2 separate regions of the Mus musculus genome follow, and region 2 is linked to region 1. The links are chromatin contacts, called in public HiChIP or PLAC-seq maps. All regions are on one chromosome and are shown on one strand. The core of a region is the stretch at or near the end of the contact, and the rest is flanking DNA. Distances in the headings are between cores, read along the strand shown. Region 1 has its middle 9.2 kb from the start of Cd83. Region 2 overlaps Gm29676 (a long non-coding RNA gene).

What was found. HiChIP or PLAC-seq counts read pairs in DNA pulled down with a chosen protein or histone mark.
Region 2: a BATF HiChIP or PLAC-seq map of CD8 T cells shows a contact between it and region 1, with 12 read pairs. The contact joins two enhancer-like sites. A contact is called at or near these places in 5 of 39 promoter capture datasets (embryonic stem cells, liver and stem cell-derived epiblast-like cells), 1 of 484 Hi-C or Micro-C datasets (ventricular fibroblasts) and 5 of 115 datasets of contacts at active chromatin or transcription factors (CD8 T cells, embryonic basal ganglia, embryonic stem cells and 2 more).

Annotation. Positions count from the first base shown.
Region 1 is chr13:43,773,085-43,778,808 of GRCm38.p6, forward strand. No RefSeq gene overlaps it. Among named protein-coding and RNA genes, the nearest start is that of Cd83, 9.2 kb to the right of the region's middle. Within about 2 kb of position 2,382, at least 79 of the 459 cell types and tissues checked have an H3K27ac peak or open chromatin away from gene starts, as enhancers often do. A contact at or near this core is called in CD8 T cells, where this site is marked.
Region 2 is chr13:44,246,801-44,252,360 of GRCm38.p6, forward strand. It overlaps Gm29676 (a long non-coding RNA gene), which reads right to left. Exons shown (of 2, transcript XR_382289.1): 2 at 3,292-4,232. Among named protein-coding and RNA genes, the nearest start is that of Gm29676, 11 kb to the right of the region's middle. Within about 2 kb of position 2,516, at least 31 of the 459 cell types and tissues checked have an H3K27ac peak or open chromatin away from gene starts, as enhancers often do. A contact at or near this core is called in CD8 T cells, where this site is marked.

The DNA of each region.
Region 1 (5,724 bases), core at 1,132-3,631:
CATGGTGCTGGTGATGTGTTCCTGAAAAGAAACTCTTAAGTAATTTTGAGCACTTTTGTGCTCACTGCTAATGGAATTGATGACAAATCCTTTCTCTCCCTATGGCTCTTCCTGGGAACTGGTGCTCTCAGACACGCTTGGATGGAGGAGGGACTGTGAGGTTCCCTGGCTTTTCCCTGCAACATTGAACACATGGCATCTCCAGGGCTGCGTGCAACAAGAAAAGGATGGGGCTGAAACAATTGCCACTCAACAAATCTCATCACCTTGTAAGGATGCTTGCACATGTAGGGAAGAGGAACGTCAGCATCAGGACCAGACACTGGAAAGCACACACCTGAAAGATGGTCCTTGGACTCACTGCCTACTCAGGAGGAGAGGAGATGATGCTCATGTGCAACACTTTTAGTAACCTACCAACAAGAAGTTACTGTCACTGCTGTTTGAAAAACCAAGACCTGGGAGCTGGGGAGATATCTCAGTCAGTAGAGTGCTCACCATGGCATGATGACCTGAGTATGAACCCCAAGCTTCTAGTTAGTCATGGCAGTGAATGTCTGTTACATGGTGTTGTAGAGGTTGAGACAGGTTTCCTAAGTCTCCCTGGCCAGGAAGTCTGACTGAATCAGTGAACTCCAGTTTCAACAAGAGGTTCCGTCTCAAAAATAAAAAGGTAGAGGGTGATTAAAGACACCTGACATAGACCTCTGAGTTACACACACACTTGCTCACAGATACACCCTTGCACATACACACACTCATATACACACACCCTACATACACACACCTATATATACACACACATCCTTGCACACACACACATATACACGCACACAAACACAAACATGCATACACATGCTATTGCACACACATATCTGCACACATATACACACACACCCTCACTCATACACACACCTGCACACACACCCTGCACACACGCACGCACAGACACACCAAGAGCCAGCTTTGTTACCATGCAAACATGAAGAGGGTGAGCACCTGGGGTGGCGCTCTATTGGGGAGAGAGCGGGGCTTTGGTAGCGGTGACTCCACCTTACCCAATCTAGGTACCATCCCGCTTTGTGGTTCCTAAGGGACTGTGAGGTTCCACAGCATCCTCATCCCACTGAGAGCTGTCTGTAAACAACGATGACAGAGGCTTTGTGCCGTGCTGGATTCTCATGAATGCTACATTTCAAAGACAAAAATGTTAATGAGTCATTTCCTAATCCTTAAGTGTCTCAATGAAGCCGTGACGGAGATGGCTGCAGGCCAAGAGCTGCAGAAATCTCTTTGGCGTGCATTTATTATGGCCCATTTCCGAGTAGTCTAGTTGTCACTTTCAGATGACTCTCATCACAGAGCCCTGCATGAGGCCGTGGGTTCCTCTCATCCCACCCCCACCCCCATGCTGCCTGAACCTCGAGGGTGCTTTCTTTAACAACCCACAGAAGCCGTGTGTCACCCCATTTTGCACATCATGATCTGAAGGAAAAGTTGCTTGCTGACAGGCTTGGATGGGTGTGTTTGTCTAGTGCAATGTTTTGAGTTATTTGTAGCGTTTAAGATATTTCATTAAAAAAATCTCTATTTTCGGCTGCTCTTAACAAACCAAATCTTTTGGAAGATTTGGCATCTCTTAGGTTTCAAAGGAACCAGGAACAAATGGCTAACTGGGGTGCCTATTAATAGATCAGAACAGTTGCTGGCCATTTCTCCCAGCATCCCTCAGTACCTGTGGCTCCTCTCAGCACTTCTCACCCTGCCCCCTAGCCTAAACCTCTCCAGCCAAGGGGCTGGTCTTCTCTTCCATCCAGCTTCAGATGACTATGTGACTCAGTCATTTCGTGCCCTCGTGGTCCCTTAGTCTCTTGGTTTGCTTCTCTTCGTGTGCTGCTGGCTCCTCTCTCAGTCAGCTTGTCCCGACTTCTCTTTCTCTCTTATCTTCTTGCTCTCTTCTCATGGCCCAGTGCAGCCTAGACCCTTCCAGATGCCTCTGGCTGGGCTCTCCCTCACGTCTGTAATCAAGCCTTCTCATCAACAATACCTGAGAGTAGTCATATCGTCCTTTTCATTCAGGCCTCACTATTGAAGATGCTACCCGCACTTGGCTAGAGCCCAGGAGTGGCTGTTTCTTTCAGGTAGGCTGTGGCTTCTCAGTTTCCCATAGTCCGCATGACTCACTGCTGCTCTCTTCTTACAGAACCACGTTCATTGTCAACTGGTGTTATTTACTCATATTGTCTTCCTTGTCTCGGAGGCCCTTTTCTGTTGCTGCAATAAAATAAAAGCGTGACTCACTTTGCTAGTGAACAGAGGCTAGTTAACTTTGAAGGGGGTGGGGACAGTTCATTGAAACTCACAATTTTGGAGTCCAAGAAAGTCCAAGATTAGGGGAATCCCCCTGATCTGGTCTCTGGTCGGGACTCCTTTGTCTGGGTCAACCACATCCTGGCAGAAGCACATGAGAAAGTGAGAAACCATGAAGCAAGTTGGAGCCTAGGAGGTTGATCCAGGGGCTTGTACACATTCTTTCTTTCTTTCTTTCTTTCTTTCTTTCTTTCTTTCTTTCTTTCTTTCTTTCTTTCTTTCTTTCTTTCTTTCTTTCGTCTTTGCTGACTGGCTTTCTTTAGTTTGTTTTGAAACAAGATCTGACCCAGAGTCCAGCCAATTCACTCTGTAGCCCAGGTTTGCCCTGAACTCCTAAATACTAGGATTTGCAGGCATGAGGTAGGATGCCCAGCTCTGGGCAAGCACCCTTACAGCAGCTCAAATGAGAATTCACTAGGGTCCTGAGAGCATCTCATTAGCTTTATCCTGGAAGAGAACCTTCAGCCAAGCAATCACTTCCCACCAGGCCTCTCATCTTAGAGGTTCCAACATGCCTTAGCATCCATCACCTTACTGGGGACCAAGCTGTGAACACCTGAGCTCTCTAGGACACTCTCAAACCCTGTCTAAACCACATCACCCACTTCCAACCAAACCTCGTCAATTTGTGTTCCAACTGTTCTGTCTTCAGGATGACCAGAAGTGCAAACTCACAGAAGACGGTTATAGACATGCAAAGGAGTTCATTTTATTTGTCTATACTGGGATGCAACAAGCCACAGATCTTAGCACTCAGAAGAAGACATTCAGTTGGCTCAGGCACTCAGCCTATGGGCTGAAGGTCAGCTATGGGCTGAGCTCAGCTTGGGGGTGGCTAAGTGACTGTCTTCCTGGGCGTCTCATGATCTTCTTGGACTGGTAGCTGTCCAGGGAATCTTCTTCCCATGGTAAAGGCAGAGGCACCAGAGAGAAATCAACACACAGTGATTTCTACCATTTTCTATGGCCAGCAAGTCAAATGACCAAACTCAAGGTCAGATACTGGGATCACATTTCTGCCCACAACTGTTGGGTTAGATGGCATTCGTGTAGAGAGGCGTACCTTCTCTTGTCTTGTCTTTTGTCTACCTGTAGATGATTGGTGGATCCTTGGAATTTCATTGCCTGGAAAGCTGTCTGTCTGGGGATTTGACCCCTGAACAGAATAGTCATTTGTTTATGATGAAAGAATTTGGTAGAATGGTACTATCAATTACATTTTTTGAAGACTCAAAATCAAAGGTCAATTATATGGGTAGATGGGATTCAACCACCTTCAAAATACTGAATTCCGAGGCTTGGGTGTCTCCCTGGTTGGTGGCATGCTACATAAATTGTCATACCTCATGGCCAGGACGAGCAATGCCACCTATGGCTCCACAGGCAGAAGACTCCTGGAGTTCCACGTTCTCTCCTCCTCTGGACTAGGTACTATGCAACCTTCCTTCACTGTACCCTTTATCCTGTAACCCTTCACCGTGAGCAGCTGGACTCATGGATATAACAGTCTTCGGTGCTTTCTGAGTATCCTTGCAGTGAGTTAGCATGTGAAGGGCTGGGTTTGAGGGACCCTCTCAAATGTGGTCTAGTGTTCTGTCCTAGTCTCTGACTTTGCAGATGGCATTAACAGTGTCACACGGAAACATGGAAGGGTGGAGATGGAGCTATAAACTGCCACACACCCCGGCCTCCCAAGGACTTCTCTGCTCACTTTCTGTCCATCACTGAGCATTCTCCGTGTGCCTGGTGCTGTTCTAGGATCTGAAACTAGTTGAGGCGGGGTGAGGAAGACACAGCTGTGAATTCTAGTGAAGACAGAGTCCACACACGCAGAGGAATGTGTGAGAGGCGAGACTGTGAGGATAACTGAGGGTCAACACACCAAAGGGAGGCAGTGAGGATCAGCTTTTCAAGTGGCGCACTTAGGAAAGCCACTTCTGGGGCTGAAGAGATGGCTCCATGGTAACGAGGGCTTTTTCCTGATTCCAGAGGACCCGCATCACTGGGGTACACAACTGCCTGTTACTCTAGCTCCAGGGGGGCGGGTCAATCTGACTCCTTCTGAAGCCTCAGAAGGTGCCCTTCCCCCTGACGCACACACTAAAGTAAAAGACATTTCTGGGAAAGTGACATTTGAACAGACTTGAGCAAAAGAGGAAGCTGGGTCTGTGATTCAGGCCATACAGATTCTAGAGAGAGGGGCCCCCACAATACCCCCCAAATCTCCCAACCCCCTTCCCCCACCACCCAGGGTCAACATTCACAAACACTCATTCAGTGGAAAGCTCCTTCGCCTGGTCTTTAGAGGGCTATGTGGCTCAGCGGAGAAGCTGAACAGGTGAGCCTTCCCTCCCACAGGCCCCTAGAGTCAGGCCTGAGGCAAGTTTCTCTGCCTTGTGTTTGTGTGTGACAGGCCAGATGACCACACGCTCCACCCTGAAATCATCCCAGTGCTGCCGCTCCTCCTCAGACAATGGCCAGCAGTGTTTCCAAGTGTTACTAGATTCTCAAGGAAAAAAAAAAAAGGTCAAAAAGAAAGATTCTGGAAATAAAAGTTATTTCTATTCATTTCTTCAGCCCTATCAGTTAATAAATAAGCCCCTCTTTGGAAAGTACAGGGTGACTAAGAATTAACCTTGAGGGGAAAACCTAGTGGGGAAATTTGACTAAAAACCATGGCTTACAGGCCCACGCTTTGGCTTCCCTCTCAGCCTCTTCTCAAGGCCTGTGGGCATCCTGGTGTTAAAGTGTAAGTGGTTGGAGGGTGTTTACAAAAGCCCCCGGCGAGTGGAATCTTTGTTGGCTAAGCTGACTTAAGTGTTCTTCCTACCTCAGAGAAGTCCCCTCAGGAGGCAAACTTGGGGCAAAGGGGAACCTCCTAGCTCCCTTTTATGAGACTTCCTCATCCTTGAGACTAAGAAGACAGTGTTGGGGGTGGACAGTGGGGTCAGGAGCATAGGGGGTTAACTACCCCCCCCCATACCCACAGCAGTGGGACAGCGGCAGCCTTCAGGGAAACTGCGCCTTGGCAGCCTCAAGCCCAGTTACAGGTTTCTGATGAGCTCAGCATCTGGGGACATCTGGGGACATCTGAGGACCACCCACGTTTTCCCCTCCAGAGAGGATTTTGCTTAAAAGGCAAACCTTACTCTCATTTCCTTTTTCTCCCCATCCTTTCCCTTACCCCCCCAAACCATGGCTTACTTATTATTCTCTTTCTTTGTACCCCCATGCTCCTTCTTCAGCTCCTAAGAGGGAAACTTTGAATTTGGGAATAAGGTTGTTTCTCAACCTTCTTAATACCACAACCCTTTAATACAGTTCCTCATGTTGTGGTGACCCCCCCCCCAACCC
Region 2 (5,560 bases), core at 1,266-3,765, 470 kb after region 1:
TAAAATCAGTAATCTTGCAGAGGACCTGAGTTCAATTCCCAAATCACAGGCGGCTCACAAGCCCCTCTTACTACAGGCTCAGTAGGCCCGATGCTGGCTAGCCTCCACCGGCACCTGCACAGATGGGGTGCCCACACACTCTTGCGGGGACACACACACACACACACACACACACAAATGAAAAAAAAAGTACCCCCAGGTCAGTGAAGGAGGAAGCTAGCCTTCCACTCCTGCTATCACCACTTCCTGTAAAGAAGGCGAGAGCTACAGTTTGCATAGCTGATCCCTTTGCGGCCTCCCTGTGAGGGAGGTAGCTTCCTGCAGTCCCATCTCCCATCCCTGCGACCATGGTGAGCTGTCTCACTGTAAGCCAGAATCAGTGAGGTCCCTTGCTCACCATAATGTCCAAGCAGAGAGCCCAAATCACCCTCTCATCTTTTAAAAGCTGCTATTTCACGAGTTTTGAATATTCTCCCTAGTAGTAGAACCCGGACTAGAAATTTAAGAAGGTCCTCGGGCAGCTCCCTGTTCCTCCTCCCCGTTCCTTCTCTTTCCATGATTCACTCATGTCTCCCTGGTCTAGGTCTACAGAGGAGTCTTGGTGCAACCAGTGGTTCTCAGCAAGGGACACTTTTGTCCCCAGGAGACATTTGACAATTTCTGAAGACATTGTGAGTTGTGGTTTAGGATGGGGTTTATGCAGCTAATGGAGAGAAGCCAATGGTGATATTAACTACCCTACCCAGGGCAGCTCTCCATACGATAAATCCCATGATCTAAAAAGTCAACATCAGCAGTTCTGGGGAAGAAAACACTAGTTTTTAAAGTCTACCCATAATTCAAGAACTCAACCTCTATTAAAATTCATCAAATTCAGGTCATCTCTCTAAATCCCTTGGTCTGTGCATTTTCCTCCCTGGTTGACATGGGATGAGTGACTACATCCATGTGAACGGAAGAGCTGAATAATTTAGAAAGAGACTGAATAATCACTGTCATTTGCTGAGCGCTTCCGGCAATCTGGCCAAACACAGTTTTCAGAGCTTCTGTGTCTATTAGCACATTTTATCCGAATAAGAGCCCTAGGCGGGTCCACTGTGTTCCTTGTTTTACAGACAAGCAGTCTCGGGCCAAGAAAGGTTAAGGGGTGCAATCCCAAGTCGCAGAGCTAGGGTTGTACTCTAGAAAGTCTTATCAAGGGGTAGAAGAGACACACACGGTAGATCAGCAAAAAGCTGGCAGAGCATCGAGGTTCCCACACGGGATGCAAAGGAGAGAGGAGGTAGGTAGAAAGCCAGCTGGAGCAGGTCTGGTGGGTCAAGATGAGGACTGCAGCTTTTCCCTCCAGGTTCTTAATGTTGACTCTGCCATAGAGACTGCCGTTCTGAGTACCGGGCCTCTTGACATCAGGGCCCACTGCAGGCGGCCCGCTGTTTAATGCCTTCACACTGTGGCTCCATCATGGCCATATAAACCATGGCATAGAGAAGCATCCCCCCCCCCGCCCCCTTCCCCCACCCTGCTCACACTCCTTACATCCTGTGAACGGAGGCCTCATTTTGTGCAAAAAGCTGCAGACTCATGAAGGGGACAGAAAGCATGGGCTATATTTAAATCTGCCACAGCAATATGCTGACCAGTAAAGCTTGCTTATTAAGATCTTTCTGTGGGGTGAAGTACCACGGCATTTGTGTCAGCTGGTTTATGGCGGGGCCCTGCTTTCAAGATCAAGCTTCTGTTTGTCTTCTCTGCTGAGCTGACAGGAGGATGGTTTGGAGTTTACATCATGCCCCAAACATCTGTATTAGAGAGTCAGCAACGAAGAGCCGCAGCTCCAAATGGAGTTCCGAATGTGGAAAGCCCTTGTCTGTCAATAGATTAAGTTGCTATTTTTACCCAAAGAGAAAGCTAGAGGGAGGATAAACGAGTTAAGGACAGCAGAAACTGGCCTGCTGAGCTATTTTTTGCACACTCGAAAAGGGAAAGGGGGTGCGTTTTGTTTTCTTGTTAATGTTTGAAGGAAAAAAAATACTTAGAGATCTATCTCATCTCAAATTTAGATGCTCACAGACAAATTTACCCTCCTCCTTTCCCCTCACTTGAGTAAGACTCTGAGTTAGAAAGGATGGGTGCCCAGGAGTCGGCCTCTGGTTAAAATCCCAGGCCTTTTATACAGCTTCTTATTTAAAATCTGAGCTTCAAACTTTACCCAGATGGGACAGGTCTTTGGAGAAGGAACTACACTTACTGCCAGTACCCACAAAGGACAGTAAAAATGGTGACAGTAATAAGTAGTTGACACATATACTGCCCTATTAATCCCCACATTTTTTGTGGTTAATACTGATATGATCTACTCATTAAAAACCTTCCTGAAGACTAACATTTATATAGAAACTGACACAAAATTTTAAAGACATAATTCTGTGAATTGCACAAACTGGACACACCTCAGAAACCACCACTCAGAAGAAACCACTAGGATGTGGGTGGCCCTGTGATGTGGGATGAGTACTACAGAACCTTGTAGGGCTCATGGCGGGTTTAAGTCAGGGGCTCTGGTCCTGGAAACTCAGCTACCACTAAAGCCACCAGAAGCCAGTGGCTTCTGAACTTATTGGCTCCTGTCTGAGAAGGAAGAATTGTGGGCAAGGAGAAGCAGGGTGAACTCGTATTTATTAAAAGAAAAATGAGAAAGGGTTCCTAGAGTGGGAGGGGTTGAATGGATGCCTACTAGGGTTGAAGGATGAATACAACCATGCTGCTCTGACAGGCTGTGCGTGTGGTGTGCATGTGCGTGCGTGTGTGTGTGTGTGTGTGTGTGTGTGTGTGTGTGTGAGTGTGTGTGCACATGTGTGTGTGCATGTGTGTGTGTGCGCGCGCGTGTGTGTATACGGCAGGAACTGGATGTGGATTGAAGGTAATTTTTAATGGGATTGGTCACTTTTGAGCCCATGAAAGGCCAAGACAGTAAGGAGTCCAAACACCCTAAACCTATTCCCTTGGTTTAATCAGTCACTGACGTATTCGTGAGAGAGGTCGCGTGCTTTGTGACTAGATGATGATCTAGCCTTGGCCCTGCTCACCCTGTCTAAGGCAGTGGCTCTGATGCCCTGTCACTTTAATACAGACCCTCATGTTGTAGTAACCCCCAACCACAAGATTATTTTCACTGCTACTTCCTGACTGTAATCTTGCTAAGTATTATGAATCGTAATGTAAATCTCTATGTGTTCTGGTGGTCTTAGACGACCCCCGTGAAACGGTTGTTTGACTCCCAAAGGGGTCTCGACCCACAGGTTGAGACTCTCTGGTGTAAGAGAAGCCACACCAGAGATGCTCACCTGTCTCACAGCCACACCTCCATCCCCTCCCCCCCACATTAGGTAACCCCACCTCAGCTTATGACAACGCAGGTTTGGTTCCCACAGCTTTCACTTTGCACACACACTGGTGTACACTTTCACTCTGCACACATGCTGCTGTATATGTTCACTTTGCACACACACTGGTATACACTCTTACTTTACACACATGCTGGTGTACACTTTTACTTTGCACACGTGCTCGCATACACTTTCACCCTGCACACGTGCAGTGTACACTATGTATATACTCTCTTGTCTGACCTGTCACTCAGCGTTAGTGTGTGAGATTCACCTGTATTACTGTGCACAGCTGCACTTTGTATGTTGCAGATTTCTCGTCCCTCCCCCCAGCTCTAGAACTCCTGGTGCACGAATTTGTTGCCACCCCCCCCTACTTTAATGTGAGTAGGTTTTATGCTTCATTTAAGGATAAAGTTTCAAGTTTAAGGTTAAAGGTTCAGGTCAAAGGTTAAGAACACAGAGACAGAAAAGACTAAAATTAACTCCTATGAAGAGTAAACTTGGGCTTACAGCTCATGCTGGCCTGACTCCAAAGCCCAGGCATTGGGCACCATGCTGTCTTGTCTCAGAAAAGCCAGGTTTTCTGGGACCTCTTCCTGCTGTGTGATAAGGTCTTTTGGGTGAATAATTTGGGGATCTCTGGGAAGGGGACATTTGAACAGTGTGATGTGGGTTCTCATCTTCCCATTCCTGTAGAATGACTGCCCTCGGGCATCTCTCTTGGCATCGAGTCCATCTGGCAGATCTTCCATTCTCTGTTACGTTGATTGCCTCTTCCAATAGGCCTGTCAGGGTCGCCAGCACTGAGGAGCCAAAGCTGGAGAGGCACACCGCACCTGAGACCTAGAGAGACACGGAGCACAGCGCATATGCTTAGAGCCTCAGCTGTGGCGAAGGTGAATGTGTCAATGGATTCACAAGTGACAGACTAGGGTGCATATTCCCAGTTATTTATGCATGCACACATTCATGTTGTTGGCTCGGCTGTTTTCCCTGTTCACATTTCTCCCATGAATAGTCTATGATGCTATTAACAGAGCCTTAGAATGACCATGTCCATGTCTGGTAGGCTACCTATCTCCTCATTGGCAATCACACTGTCTGCACATTTTCTAGAAAGAGAAGAAGAGGAAAGAATACATCAAAAGGATATTTATAGGTGCAGCAACTATTAGTGGTTGATCTGTTGCTAACCATCTGTCCTCGTCGACTAAATAGAAAGTCATCAGAGAGAGGATGTCAGCCCAGAACCCTGGGAGCCTATTGTAGGCATCCTTTTTGGCCCTCACAACCAGAAATAACCCGAGAGACCACTCACAGATAAAGACCCAAGAGACCACCTGTAGATGAACTATGGAGACCTTACAGAAGATTTCAGACCAGCTAGCTGCCCTGTGAATGGGCACAGAATTGGCCGAGGCCAAAGTCTGTGAGGTTATCTGGTGAGTTCACAGATGATTACAAAACAAATGCAGTTTTCTTGAATTAGTGAGCACAGCTTGCTAATATGGCAGAAGGCCCTGGCTCAGCTAAGGTGGGAACCAGTTGTTTCATTTACATAAGCAGTATGGTGGTGCCCAGGCACCCTGCCAGAAGGACCCACCTGTGTCTTTGTGGTGTCTGGGGAAATCTTTGGCTTCTCTGCTCTGCCTCCCCTAAAAGGTGGGAGAGCCTGCTAAGAGACCACTAGCATTGGTCTGAAGCTGCCTTTCAGAAGATCTCAGACTTTAGGGCAGATAATTATGAAGATTAGACATCCATTCAAAATTCCTTTTCCCAGGACACTCTGATACTATGAGTCTAGTTGGGACAGATCTGATGATGCAGGTGGCCCCAGCATCATCCTTACAAAGACTCAACGTCATACATCAAATTCCAGCATTCTAGGGGCTGCACAGAGAAACCAGACTTCAGCAACCAAGAGATTCCACAAAGAGAACAGAGATGAGAGAAGGGTTGGGGGTCTTCAAGGCCCTGCCTCTGCCTGCATTTTAGGCTTGGGTCCACATTCCTGGACTTTAGAATAATGTCTTCTTCGTTGTGAAAATGTGTTCAAGTTGTTTTCTGATCACTTGCAACCAAGCATGCCTTCCGAGTTCGGAATTTGAGTGCTCAAGAGGCAAAGGCACAGAGCATGGGTTTAATTCCTCCCCCGCCCCCTTTCCTGTCTG